Linked DNA regions of Hordeum vulgare: region 1 is linked to region 2. The links are chromatin contacts, called in public Hi-C maps. All regions are on one chromosome and are shown on one strand. Each heading gives the region's core, a stretch centred on a gene start, on an enhancer-like site or on the middle of the called end of the contact. The rest is flanking DNA. Distances are from core to core; before and after follow the strand shown.

Evidence for each region. Hi-C and Micro-C count contacts between places; a contact is called where the count stands out from the background.
Region 1: a Hi-C map of seedling shows a contact between it and region 2, with 2.9 times the contacts expected there. The contact joins the promoter of LOC123444330 here to the promoter of LOC123444328 in region 2. A contact is called at or near these places in 2 of 6 Hi-C or Micro-C datasets (leaf and seedling).

What each region holds. Positions count from the first base shown.
Region 1 is chr3H:471,146,246-471,153,223 of MorexV3_pseudomolecules_assembly, reverse strand. It overlaps LOC123444330, which reads right to left and starts at 5,551. Exons shown (of 3, transcript XM_045121015.1): 1 at 4,961-5,551; 2 at 4,674-4,842; 3 at 4,009-4,284. The coding sequence starts at 5,503. The coding sequence ends at 4,675.
Region 2 is chr3H:470,859,615-470,867,172 of MorexV3_pseudomolecules_assembly, reverse strand. It overlaps LOC123444328 (subtilisin-like protease SBT5.6), which reads left to right and starts at 3,342. Exons shown (of 10, transcript XM_045121014.1): 1 at 3,342-3,597; 2 at 3,797-3,891; 3 at 4,058-4,155; 4 at 4,439-4,612; 5 at 4,709-4,820; 6 at 7,290-7,558. The coding sequence starts at 3,490.

The DNA of each region.
Region 1 (6,978 bases), core at 4,302-6,801, 280 kb before region 2:
ATGAGGAGGAGATATTGGTTGCCATGTTGGTCCATCACCGCCTCAATAGCGAGCAGTCGTTGTTCCGTGGCTCCAGTCCGGGCCACCTTCCGGCGTTGAATCGCAACCGAGAGAGCGGGCATCTCCTTCTTTGGAAGGACTACTTTGATACAACAAATCCGTTGTTCAAACATCAGAAATTCCGCCGCGTTTCCATACGAGTAGGGATCTTTTCAACCGTATTAAAGAGGGGGTGGTCGGCTACGATGGCTATTTCGGGTGCAAAGAGGATGCCCTTGGAAAGATTGGTTTCTCCTCGTATCAGAAATGCACTGCTGCCATCCGAATGCTTGCATACGGAATGCCCGGTGATCTCATTGATGAGTACGTACGTATGAGCGAGTCTACATGCCTAGAGTCCTTGTATAAGTTCTGCAAGGCTGTTATTACTGTGTATGGCCCTGAGTACTTGAGAGAGCCGACTCCTGAAGATACATCCCATTTGTTGGCGATGAATGCTAGCAGGGGCTTCCCAGGGAATGCTTGGCAGCATAGACTGCATGCACTAAGAGTGGAAGAACTGCCCTTCTGCTTGGCACGGACAGTATAAGGGCCATGTCAGGGCTTACACTGTCATACTAGAGGCCGTGGCGTCTCAAGATCTCGGGATCTAGCACTCTTTCTTTGACATGGTCGAATCACACAATGATATCAACATGCTTCAGCGCTCTCCGGTGTTTGTTAGGCTTGCCAAAGGCAACAGCCCACCGATGAACTTTACTATCAACGGCCACAACTACGACAAAGGATACTACGTGGGTGATGGTATCTATCCTCAGTGGACCACTATTGTCAAGACAATCCCCGACCCTGTCAGAGAGAAGAGGAAAAGATTTGCTCAAGAGCAAGAGAGTGCTAGGAAGGATATCGAGCGTGCCTTTGATGTTTTGCAATCTCAATGGGGCATCGTTTGGTATCCTGCTAATACCTGAAACACGCAAAAACTATGGAAGGTAATGACTGCTTGTGTGATCATGCACAATATGATCGTAGAAGATGAGTGTTCGGAACGTCTGTACGATCAAGGGTTTCAGTTTTAGGGCGAGAATATTGTGCATGAACATGAAGGAGCAGCAACGTTTGAACAGTTTATTCAATTTCATCATGACATGCGTGATTGGGAAACTCATGTGCAACTGCAAAATGATTTGGTTAAGCATATGTGGGCTCATGTTGACAACCAATAAATGTATCTTCTTTACTCGGCTTGCAAAACTATGTGAGACATTTTTACTTTTATTCAGCTTGTAAAATTATGCTATTTTATTCGGTTGAAACTATGTTATTTGACTATATATTTGAACGCAAAAGCAATGCAAAATAAACTATTTATTAAATAGGGCGGTCAGCCGGCCAAGCCGGCACATATGGGTCGACGCGTTGGATGTACTGCCGACCCAAATCTAAAACAGGCCGGACGTCGGACGGGCGGTCGACCCAAACGTACAAAAGCGTCGTCCGTTTGGGTCGACCCGTTAGAGTTGCTCTTAAATCACAAAAACAGGGAAAAATTTATGTGAAGCATTAATAAATGTTTTCATAGGTTGTAAAATTTCATCATGAAAAATATGGCAAAAAAAAAAGATGCTCCAAAATGCATTTGAAAATAACATTCAGAGCATCGGATTTTTTCATGATTTCCACGAATGTTGTATAGTGATGAAATTTTGCAAGCTAACAAACATTTTCTCATTGTTTCACACACACACAAAATTAGTTTTGAATTTGTTCATTTTTTTACTGTTTGCCTGAGCTCATATAAGCTCCGGATTAGAACAGCCACTTCCCTCTTCTTTTGAGCTACTTAGCACTCTCCCCAATATCATTACCAATGACACTATTGACATAATCATGGCTAACAGAGTTCGGGGATGTACATGCATATATTTAAGTATTAGGGTGCATTTAGCAGCAGATATTGGGAAAAATGATGGAGACTGTTGTTTAATTAGACAACGCGTAGTTCAGAATACAGTCAAACAGGATATATGTATTACTCCCTCCGTCTCAAAATTCTTATCTTAAATTTGTCTACATATGAATGTAACTAGTCATGTTTTAGTATTTACATACATCCATTTTTAGAAAAAAACAAAGACAAGAATTTTGGAACGGAGGGAGTAGTAACCAAAACTGTTGGGAATAGATGGAACACAGCGACCTTGACCTCAGCAAAAAAGCAAAATTAATCCAAGCTCGTTAATTTGCAGTTGCGCATCATTACTAGGAAAATGATGATAAATGATGATATACTATGCCCTTGTGGAGGAGACTTTGCTCGAGACCGATCGATGGAAGATGACCGGCGCCAAAGCAGCCAAAGCAACCAGGAGTCTGCCTCTGGATACGAGCCCCCATGACCTGCAGCTATAGCTGTTGAAGTATAAGTATTGCCCTGGTTTTGCTTTCTTCTTTTGGGGGCTTTTATAGTTTTTTAGGGGTTTCATAATAATAATATAGACTTCGTTTGGCTGCCTTTTCAGTTTATTGATTTTATTTCATGTTAGTTTGTATAATTTTGTGCCTTCTCACCACCCTTCTTCCAATACATCTAATATTAAATGACATGCATGTTGATACGGTTCAAGAAAATAATGTTGATGTCGTACTATGCTAGAAGTGCACAAAACACAACATTTATGTTTCTGAAAGTGGTATACAAATCTTAACTAACCACTTGTCATCCTGTCTGTAATTCTAGCAGTACATCAATCATACAGGAGGCACATAACAACAGCACTAATTAACAAAGTGACCTTTCAGCAACAAGGGAAACTAAATTAGGTGTCTCAATCGCAAATCTAATAAAAAATCAAAGTTAAAATCCGCAGTTATCTCAGGAATACAGCAAATTTACTGATCATATCTCTTCCCTAGGTTCCTCAAAAAGAAAAAAACTTCACTACAGCAGCTTTGCATTTCAACTATCTAGCTGAACTCATGGATCAAACGAAAGAAATGCTTATTCTTTCCTAAATTTGCTTCATTTTTTTTTCCTTTTCCCTTGCAAGGTGTAATGAGTCTTTCAAGTTCAACCGAGACAACTTATATCCATGTTATTATTTTTGGGTTACCTGCCCGTATCTTTTACATCACAATGTTATATTATCCAGAAAGGAAGTCCGGTGGATCTTGCATGGCCTTATAGCCATAAAAATGTGATTGAATATGTTGTTCTCTGACATTATTCATGACAAATTTACATCACGATTTTCTCAGCACTGTAGTTCAAATTATGAACGTGACACTCAGGTACGTACTTAGTAAAGTGCAACCTGACTACCTTTATTTTAAAAATTCCTCAACTTTACTAACAAGGTCAAGGTCATACCTGAAGAGGTTTCCACGTGGAATGTTCAGAAGTACTGTATTGACAAGGTAATCTGAGAGGTAACAGAATGACTTGTGAGATTTCACTAGAGGGTTCCGAAGTTTAGTAACACGAAGGCCCATGTATCAACCTGTATATACAGTTATGCACATAATGGTAGCAACACAATAGGTATTCTTAGAGATGTGGGCATGTTTGCTAATAGGGCACCAGGCAGTCAGGCACACACAAGCTGATGTATTCCCTCCACGCATATGGATGCCATGTCAGCAGAAACGTGGTCATTTCAGGACTGGTGAGGAGTTAAAACAACGACAGTCAAGAACTGGTGTTTGGACTTCGGAAAGAAAGAGGAAAGCATAAATAGTGCGCTGTGCAAGCAGTTGCCCATGGTAGATGTTGTAGGTCAATTAGTCTTTAGTTTTAGAATTCTTTCCTATGGATGAAGGACCTGAAATAAAGGGAATCTCGTAATTTATTAAAATAAAAAAATCTACTTTGCAACAAAGTTGTTTTTTAACAGGAAAATGCTTATATGGATCCTGAAATGGAAAAGACACTAGTGACAAAAGTCTTGCAACCATCTAAAAGGTATCACTTAGCAAAAGCAGCACTCCAAAGTCAACTGAGGCAGAATGGACACAAGGAACACAATTTTATTAGACTATTACAACCACAGTTAAAGCTATAATGTCATTAAACAGCAGGATTAATTTTTCTGCTCATGAACAACTGGACATGATAAGGCAGCTTAACCTTTTTCCGAAGAGATAAGATAGCTTAACATGATGCGCTGTATGCAGAGTCGCCAAACCGGAGCAGCTTTAATTGTGTAGGTGAACTGTTTGATCTGAAGCATTCTCCATCGGTGGAGGACAGAATGGACTAGCTGCACTTTCTTGGTTAGGACTCACCTGCTTGGATATGGTAGTATGGTTAGTGATTCTTGTACGGGACAGATCACGTATGTTCAGCTACTGCAAGAAGGGTTATCTGCTTATAATTTATAGCCAGTAATCTGCTGGATCTTTCGAAGACCTATTTTCAACTACAAAACAGAACATGCTCCAAAATACTCTGCAATTACTATTAGTTTCAACAGCCAAGAGGTCATGTATGGACTATGCATCCTACATTGTTCACACATCCACTCTCTCAAATGCTTATCAGTAACGGGATGCTGATTTGATTCCGTGGTAGGATGTATAACCGCTATAGGATCCAAAATTCTAAACTGAAAGCAAATAAGCAGGAATGTGATAGTTCAAAGGAAAGAGAAGTGAAACACAAGGTGTCATCAAACCTCAGAGTTCACTGTGGCCTGAAGAAGCCCTTGAAGCACCAAACATGAGATCTTTGGCAATGATAAGCAAGCCCTCCAAATCTCTCGCTCCCACCTGCAGGCAATCCTTCAGCAACCCCCCTTCCTCCACCTCCCACTTCAGATCCAACACCACCTCCCTTAGCGGCCCCTAAACACAAATATACATATTTACCGAGTGAGCATTGCAATATGATTCGTTGGATGACCTAGTCACCAAGTTATTTCTCAAAGAAGAAGAAGAAGAAGAAGAAGACCAAATCATGTACCTGCTCGGAGAAGGCAGAGAGGAGGCCGTTTAGGAGCTGAGTAGCGGCCGATAGGAGGTCACCGTAATTACGGCGCAGCCACTGGGCCGCATCGACGGGTGAATTTAGGCGCGAGGCCTCCGCCGCAGCGGCGAGGAGGCGGGCGGCGGCAGTGGCGCAGGAGAAGCCGCATCCGGCGACGGAGGAGAAAGCGTAGTGTCGGAGGTAGTCCCAGCCGAGGGCCCACGCACCGCGGGAGGAGAGAAGGGATAGGTGCGAGGCAATTCGGCGAGCACGGGCAGCGGCAGCGGCGTCCCCGCGGTCGGCGCGGGCGACCGCGATGCGGGTGAGGAGGGAGTGGGAGAGGGAGAGGAGGGAGGCGACCTCGCGCAGTGGGACGCGAAGCGCGTAAGTGCGGGGAGGAGTTGGGAAGACGAGTAGGAGGACGATGGCTATGAGAGGGAGAGGCGGATGGGAACAAGATGCTCGCCGGCGGCGTGAAGCCCCGGCTAAGGTCATCAAGGGCGGCGGGGGGCAAGGAGGGGGATTAGAGCAAGTAGTCATTCCCCTCCTTTTTCGCTGTTTGGAGAACTACTCACGTAGGAAGTCTGTTTCTCATTTGGCACGGAAAAATCTTGACTTCTGTCGGTACTGGATGATGCCCCGCTGCCGCGGGAACCTGGTTAAAAAATTATAGATAAATGATTTTTTTTGTTTTTAAATATTTATAGTTGAAGAGAACTAATTAAAGTCGAAGAGAACTAGTAGAAGACTAAAGTTAATGAAAAAACAACTTATGACTCCATGCACGAGTGATATGTTTGGAAAACTCTTTATTTCAGCCGACTGATCCGTCGCTAGAATAAACCGCTGCGTGCGCGTCTATCTGGCCATGGGCCGGGCCGGGCCGGGCCTCGGCCCAGGCCCCAACAAGCCCAAGGCGTGCAGATAAGACCCAGGCCCATGAAAATACTACGTTTCTCAGGCCCATGCCCTCCCAACGCAGAAAGTCCGAAAGCCCTAAGCCCTTCCAAAGGCCCTTGACATTATAATGAAAGTACATGTCCAGAAAAATAAACAGAATAGATAGCAGCACAGCAACACCAAAACAGCAGTAAAGAGCATTGTTTTCGCATCAAAAAGTATCAAAACATTCCAGTTTCGAGTTTGTAGAAACATAAATGCATAAATGTATTATTACAGGCCAGATAGTCAATTCATAGAACTCTACAAAATGTTGGATCGTGGATGGTTACATCTCGACATGCCTTCTCCACTTCTTCTACTCATCTGGTTCAGCACCCTCTAGGCCTTCTAGTTCATGCGGATCCATGTCAAATCTATATCAACATCAAGAAATCTATATCAACAGCAGCAACTATACCCATTGTTTTAGAAATCGTCTATCATTATACAACAGCGAAATCATCTACACATTCACACTTATATTCATGTACACCAGCAAAATCATCTACCATTGTTCTATGTACAGCAGCAAGAAACTACATTCGTCCGGCTTGGTGGAGGAGGTCGGCTTGGTGGAGGAGATGTGGCGACCGGCGAGGCTTCGTCCGGCTTGGTGAAGGAGATGTGGCGACCGGCGGGGTTTCGTCCTGCTCCGTGCGGTGGTAGATGTGGCGACCGGCGAGCAGAACGCGACGGAAGCGGTGGCTGGAGGTAGGACGAGGCGGGTGCGGTGTAGTTGGGGAGAGGCAGACGGCCGCCGGCGCTGTAGTTGGGGAGAGGCAGATGGACGGCCGGCGGTGCAGGCTTAGGTTGGAGATGGATCGGCCACCGCCGCCATGTAACACGCGCAGAGGAGAGAGGATAGAGGGGCTGGACCGCTGGAGCCTCGAGGCGTGCGGTGCGTTTTGATGGAGTCGTGGAGACTGGTCTAGGGTTTCCTTCGGGCTGTTGGGCTCTTGATTGTTTGCTGCGAGAGGGCTGGCCGGGCCGATTTTTGCTCTATTCTTGAAGCCCAGGCCCGGCCCCAATAACTGCTAGGGCCTACTTTTCAGGCCCAGGCCTGGCCCAATGAT
Region 2 (7,558 bases), core at 2,093-4,592:
CCTCACAGTAGAGATGTAGGGTACGAAAGGAGATGACAGAGTCCTAGCTACGGCAAGCTTGTACGCAAGATGTATGAGTTCAGGCCCTCTCGTGGAGGTAAGCCCTACGTATCATTACTCTTGAGCTCTTGCGGTGTGGAATATGTGTTACAGGGAGTACGAACCCTTGTGCCAGAGGGGATGAGTGACTTATATAGAGTGCGCTACCCCTCATCAAGGCCCAGCATCTAAGGGTTCGATCAATAGAGTTTAAATGTGTATGTTACTGATAACGTGCGTAATTAATGCTATTCATGATGAACAGCCGAACACTCGCATGTTGGCTTCCTTGGAGTGGCTTCTGGTCTTCTGCGTCGAATGGTTTCTTCCGAGTGGAAGTTGGTTGTCAAGTGAAGGGGAAAATACTCTGAGTGATTGCTTACCAAGTGACTTAGACGCCATGGCTATCCAATCAGAATCTTCCTTGTGACCTTCAAGTTAATAATGAGATACCCTTAGGTAGGACATCTGGGTCAGGCTTGTGACCCTATCCTAGATACATATCCCCATTACACACAACAAATTTCAAAATATTTGGAGCAGCCAATATTTAATGGTAAATTTTAAACTCCAACTCAAATACAATATGAGTTAATTCAAAAATCCAAGATGGCTAGGCAAAATGTGCGTCACCTCTGGTTGTTGTTTCCAACATTATCCAAAAATCATGGACATTTTTTAAGGCCATTTTGGGTTCACAGAAAATGTTTAAATTTAAACCTAACTGAATTAATTATCTACTAGGGTTTCTTCAATCCTCATTTCGAAGTTTCAAAAATGTAATCATGATGCCAAGATGTTAATGCAACTAATTACAAACAATTCTAAGGCTATGACAATCTCCAACGCTGACCCACAAAACGGGCACCCCGTCTTCGTTTGCAGACATGGACAAGTCGGTGGACCCTGCGGGAGCCAGCCATCCAACGATGCTCGCATACATTTGACCCCATTTTTTGAAGTATGCATGTTCAAATAGACGCATACATAGTTCTAATTTTAAAAAAGTTTAAATATCACACTCCAACATCGTTGTCGCCCTTGACCGCCCACAAATGCTCAATTAGATCTTCCTTTAGTTGCTCATGAGTCGCTCGATGCCGAATTTATTGATGCATTTGAACAAGCTCTTCAAATGTAGACGGATTCTGGTCGGAAAGTTTGATAGGATCCTCCATGTTCTCAAATTCAAGAGTTGTGGCAGCATCCTCAGCTCATCCTTCACAATCATGTTGTGCATGATCACACAACAGGTCATCACCTCCCACAAGATCTCCAGATCCCTTTTTTAGCAGGTCCACCAACAAGTGCAAAACGTGCTTGCTGAACTCCAAATACCCTCTCAACATCCTTTCTAGTCGCTTCATGTCTTTCGACAAAGTGATATTTTTTCTGTCCAACTGGGTTAGAGATGGTGTTGACACACATAGGATAGATATCGTCAACCAGATAGTAGCCCATGTTGTAATCATGTCGATTAACAGTATAGTGGCAAGGAGGAGCTTTTCCTTCAGTCATCTTAGCAAACAATGGTGGTCGCTGCAGCACATTGTAGCGCCAAAGAAAGCGTGCCAAATCCAAAGATCATGTGATGCAACTTCTTTAAGAATGATGGTGGGCTTCTAAACATGACTCTCGTATTGCCCTTCTAAAGCTTTGAGACCGTTCTTCCATTTCCAATGCATATAGTCAAGAGATTCGACTAAACCTGGCCACCCTCTTTCTTTCGAGATTTCAAAGATCCTCCCGGTGTCTACCAAGTTACTTCTCTCAGGTTTTGAGGTTGAAACACCTCGACCACGACAGTTGCACACCTGACCATGGCATCTTCGCATGTACTCTCAAACATTCATAGGTAGTAGTCCCACGATTCAACAGCCGTGCATGCAAGCATCTTCAGTGTGTGAGTGCACTTCTGGTAACGAAAGAACCCAATCCTTCCCATGACGTCTTTCTTCAAGATGACGTAGTCATCAAAGGACTGGACGCCATGGTAGAGAAGACCGAAAACGTTTTTGCGCATCCGAAAGTGCCTGTGAATATTGTGAGCGAAGAAGGCATCCAGGGAAAACTAGTCGTACATCGGCGTCAAATGGACATGCGCCCTCTTGCAGTTGAGCACTCGACGACCGTTGACCGATCCCTTGAAAATTGAGAATATCCTCCTCCGCATGCTCCACATCTACAAGGACTGCCTGCATCATCACCGTCTCATACGTGTAGTCCTCCTTATCGGACGTTTCAACATAGTGCTCGTATATGTATTCCGTATCCAAATACATTGCTTCAAAGAAGAAGGGACGAAGAAATTAGCTTGGGTAATTCACCGAACAATTGCCGGGCATTGTGGGTATCATAAGAGCATATGGTACCTGCGAGGCGGTCGAAGGAGAGTTTTGGGACGGAGGCGGAGGAGAAGTGGCATGGAGCCCAGGTGTACAGTTGGAGGTGAGAGACTCGTCAAGTTTTGACAAGGGTGTGGCGCTGCAGTGAGGGTGGTGGAGCAACGACACAGGCTAGATATAAAAGTGATGAAGAGACAAAGATGAAGGGATGGAGGCGCGGGCTCGAGAAGGGGTTTTGGGGGTTGGCCAAGGGTGTCGAAGCCCTACATGGATGCTATCCGGACTCCAACAAAGCCCTCCCCCCCCACCCCCCACCACACACACACACAAAGTTGTCTCGGATTAACCAAAAAAATATGTGTGGTCATCCATGTTGGATGGCTAAACACGTCCGGACGGTTACATTGAGAGTCCGCTTTGAAGATGCCCTTCTCAAGCATTTAACATACCATTGGCCTCGAGTGTTCTCACTAAATTGACACATATTGTTTAGATAATTTGTACCTACACTTTCCATTTAACTCCACTATTTCTCCATCATATGGACGATATAGCTGGTTTTCTTTTATCTGCTATTTCAAAACACTTATTTCTTAAAATTCTTACTACACTGCACGCGGGGTGCACATATTATTAGTAATACCATAATAAGTGTGTGTTTTCCTGAATGCGGTGAAGAACACAAGTGACTTTTCTCTAACAAAGTAAAAATACAGATAAGACAGTAGTGGGTGCGATTGCAGTGTCAGACTAGCTCTTTTTGTTCTTGCTGAAAATGCCAAGAATGCAGAGTATATGTATCCAATCCAGACCAAACTATCCAAGTTAAATAAGTCATCACAGCTTCAAGTTGAGGCTAGGGAAGATTCTTCCTCCAAAAGGGAAAAAAAGGAATACTGGGAAGAAAGCAAAAAATTACAAACAATATAATACAAGAAGCAAAAGATGGTATCGTCTTAGAGGGCGAGAGACAATCAAACTATTCCACCGTGTCCCTTTTGCCCGATCCATCGCCTCGCCACAGAACCTCTGTCTGTAACTCTGTATAGTGCATATATAAACAGCCTCCAAGCCGTGGAAACACGGAGGGAGATACGGCGTTCCGATGGAGGCGACAGGAGGAGGCAGCGGACGACCGGCCATGTCCGGACTTCTCTTCTTCCTCTTCCTCTTCTCCTTCCTCACTGCCTCAGCCTCTACCAAGCAAGGCCAGGTCATCATCTCAATCAATCCATTTTTCGCTGTTAATCAACAGATTTCTCACGGGTTTAGTTCGACTAGTTCATGGCCGGCACGGTCCTGCCGTTCATGATGCTTCTGTTTCGCTTAACTCCCTACGCTTAATTCTGTGTGAGCTGCGTGCTCTGCAGAAGGGACGGATTACTAAACTTTCATATCGCCGTTGTGGACAGGTCTATATAGTGTATCTGGGCGAGCACGCAGGAGAGAAGTCGAAGGAAACTGTCCTTGATGATCACCATGCCCTCCTCCTCTCCGTCAAGGGCAGGTACATACATACTCGTTACATACACAGCCATTAATGAATGCATGCATGCGTAGTTGCGTACATACATGTGGCAGTGGCAGCGCCGGATACTGGGATACTAGCGAGTCCGGCTTCGTGTACAAGTCGCAGCTAACCATTCACGCGCTCTTTTTCCCTCGTTCACCAGCGAGGAGGAGGCGCGGGCGTCGCTGCTGTACAGCTACAAGCACAGCCTGAATGGCTTCGCGGCTCTTCTCTCCGATGATGAAGCCACAAAGCTTTCAGGTAGTGTCTACAGTGACACCAGGGATTTTCTCAAAAATGGATGCACGATAAATACTCCGTCCGTTCCTAAATATAAGACATTTTAGAGATTACACTATGAACTACATACGCATGTACATAGACATATTTTAGAATATACATTCACTTATTTTGCTCCGTGTATAGTCTTTTAGTGGAATCTCTAAAAGGGAGTAATACTGTATTGTGATTTGTCTATCACTGTTGGTATATGTCCTTGTTCGTCTGGCTCATGCCATGCATGTGGAGTTTCCTGCTCCTGCAGAGAGGACTGAGGTGGTGTCTACCTTTCGGAGCGACGGGAGGTGGTCCCCACACACCACGAGGTCTTGGGAGTTTGTGGGCTTGGAGGAAGGGTTCCGAGGCCTGGACAGCGGGGACTGGCTGCCGTCCGGCGCTCACGCCGGCGAGAATGTCATCGTAGGCATGCTGGACTCCGGTGAGAAGGCTCTACTGAATACTACCGAACTGCTTTGGCAAACACGGGGAGTGAAACTGAACTGCGTTGACAAGAAGCGATTGTTTGACACTACAGGGATTTGGCCGGAGTCGAGGAGCTTCGGCGACGAAGGGCTAGGGCCAGTGCCCGCGCGGTGGAAGGGAGTGTGTCAAGGAGGAGATTCCTTCAATGCCTCCTCCTGCAACAGGTCAGCTATTACTTGTAGTATGTTTTTAGGGTATAATAATCAGCTTGTATTAGTTCTTTTAGCTGGTATTAGTAGTTTATCACATACAAATTCATACTTCATGGGTACCTTGTTATTGCTGGAAGATTGGTTGGTCGGTCTATTCAGGCTAGTATATTCTTGCTGGAAATAGGGGACATATGCACGGCCTCTTGCCGTATTCCATCGTGTGACCATATGGATATCGATCACTTCGTCAAACTAAAAATCAGAACAATATCGAACTAAGACAACAAAACAAAACAAAAGGCAGACATACATGCAGTGCATCAACCTATGATTGCGATGACAAGACAGTGACGACTGACGACCAAAGGAGAACCACCACGCGCGCGCACACACACACATAGCCAAGCCAGTCCACGACGTCGATGTATCCAAACTAGAATCTCCGGCGTGGGTGGCTGCACGCTTCAACCGGGACCAGACCGTGGACGTCCGAACAAAAACCCGAGATGGCGGGCCAGCTCGGGAGCAAGACTCCAGCTTGGCGCCTTGCCGGCCGAGTCCTGCAGGGCTGCAGTGCACAGCTTGTTTTATAATCTCTGCCTGCATGGCTTAGAGCATCTCCAACAGGCGCGCAAAAAGCCGCGCACGCTAAAAAACGCCAGTTTACCGCGCGCGGGACTGAAATGCGCGCTCCAGCGGCGGCGGGAAAAAACCGCGCGCGAGGGAACCGCTAGCGCGCGCGAAAAGGCGGCAGCCCGTGCGTCATTTTTGCGGCGCCGCGTCCCGCGCGTGCCATAAAAGGCAGCGCGCTGCCCTGCCTCTCGTGCCGCGTTCTCTCTTCTCTCTTCCTCTGCCGCTCGCGCCGCCGTCGCGTTCTCCCTGCCTCTCGCGCCGCGCTCTCTCTCCCTTCTCGCGCTGCCACCGCCGCCGACGAGCCACCATGCCGCCGCGCCGCCGGTCTGCATCGGGCTACCGCGGCGTTCGCCAGCGCCCCAACGGCGGGTTCTACGCCGAGATACGCTCCGGCGATCTCCGGCTGAGCCTCGGCACGTACGACACGACGCACGAGGCCGCCCGCGCGTTCGACGCGGCGGCGTGGCGCCTAGGCAGGCCGCGACTGCAGATGAACTTCCCCGACGTCCGCACGCTCCAGCAGGCATTAGACCTCGCCCCGCCGCCTCGCCTTAACTCCGCACAAGACCGTGCGGAGCACACTGCGATGCAGCGCCACCTCCTCGTCGCCCAGGAGGACGAGCGGGTCATGGCGGAGTGGCGCCGGCGCCACCCGGAAGACGTCGCCTACGAGCAGGAGTACTGGGACCGGCGTCGCGAGGAGGACACGCGCCGGCGCCGCGAGGAGCGGTTGGATAGACGTCGTCGGAAGGCTTTGGCGTGTGCGCATGCCGACCTCGTCAATGCAGGCGGGAGTTCCTTCTTCACTGAAGAAGATGAACGATGGTTTGACATTTGGCTGTCAACCTCCGACGACACCGACGACAATGGTGATGCAGATGACTGGAGCGACTAGGATTAGTATTTTTTTTATCAAACTATCTAGCACCGAACTATCTATCTATGTTTTCGAACTACCTATCTAGTTGCTATCTATGTAAAATAACTTTGTATCTTTTTTATTTAAATGCAATCTATTTATTAAAAAAAATTGTGCGAGCTGCATCTTTGGGCACTGCTGGAGCGGCGTGCGCGATGCATTATAGCGCGGCTGTTGGAGCCAGCGCTGCGCGACGCGCAAAACCAGACGACCAGCGCACGATAAAGTCGTTTTTTAGGCGCCTGTTGGAGATGGTCTTAGCAGCAGACGTACAAACAGTCTGCGGTAGAGTAGTTTTCTCTCTGATGATGCAGCTGCGGCAGCAGATTAGGTAGCATCCCGTGACGCCTTCCTCGCAGTCCGTGTAAAACGAGATCCCAGTCAGTCTGAAAGCGTCAGATGTTGCTCCCTCGAGAGCTGCAGAAAACTTGACGCGCAATTATGCAAACTTGTTTACTCAGCTGTTATTTCATAGGCCAAATCAGATGACTGTTAACCTCATCTTTGCGTCACTGTGCTTGTCCACACGTTTGTTAGATATAGGCCTGTTTGTTTGAGAAGTCATGGGACTTTTTTTTAGTCCCAACTTAAAAGTCCCTAGTCCTTACCCGTTTGTTTTCAGGGACTAAATAGAGACTAGAGGTCATTAAATGATATGTAAAAAGACCATGTTATCCTTAGTAATGTAGTAGTAGTTATTAAATTACATGCTAAAAGTAGGGACATTGTTGGAAAAAATGCCAAAAAGTCCCAAAAAGTCCCTTACATAGGTACTTCTTCAAATAGTCACAAACACCCCACTTTAGTCCCTAAAAGTCCCTTCTGTTTGTTTTACATAGGACTTTTTTTAGTCCCTACACCAAAAAGTCCTGAAAACAAACACCACCATAGAGAGATTAAAGTTCATACGTACGTACACCGGCACGCAGGAAGGTGATCGGCGCGCGGTACTACCTCAAGGCCTACGAGACCCACCACGGCAGGCTGAACGCCACGAACGCGTACCGCTCGCCGCGCGACCACGACGGCCACGGCACCCACACCGCGTCCACCGTCGCGGGCCGGGCCGTGCCGGGCGTGGCGGCGCTCGGGGGGTTCGCGGCCGGCGCGGCCTCGGGCGGGGCGCCGCTCGCCCGCCTCGCCATCTACAAGGTCTGCTGGCCCATCCCGGGGCCCAACCCAAACATCGAGAACACAT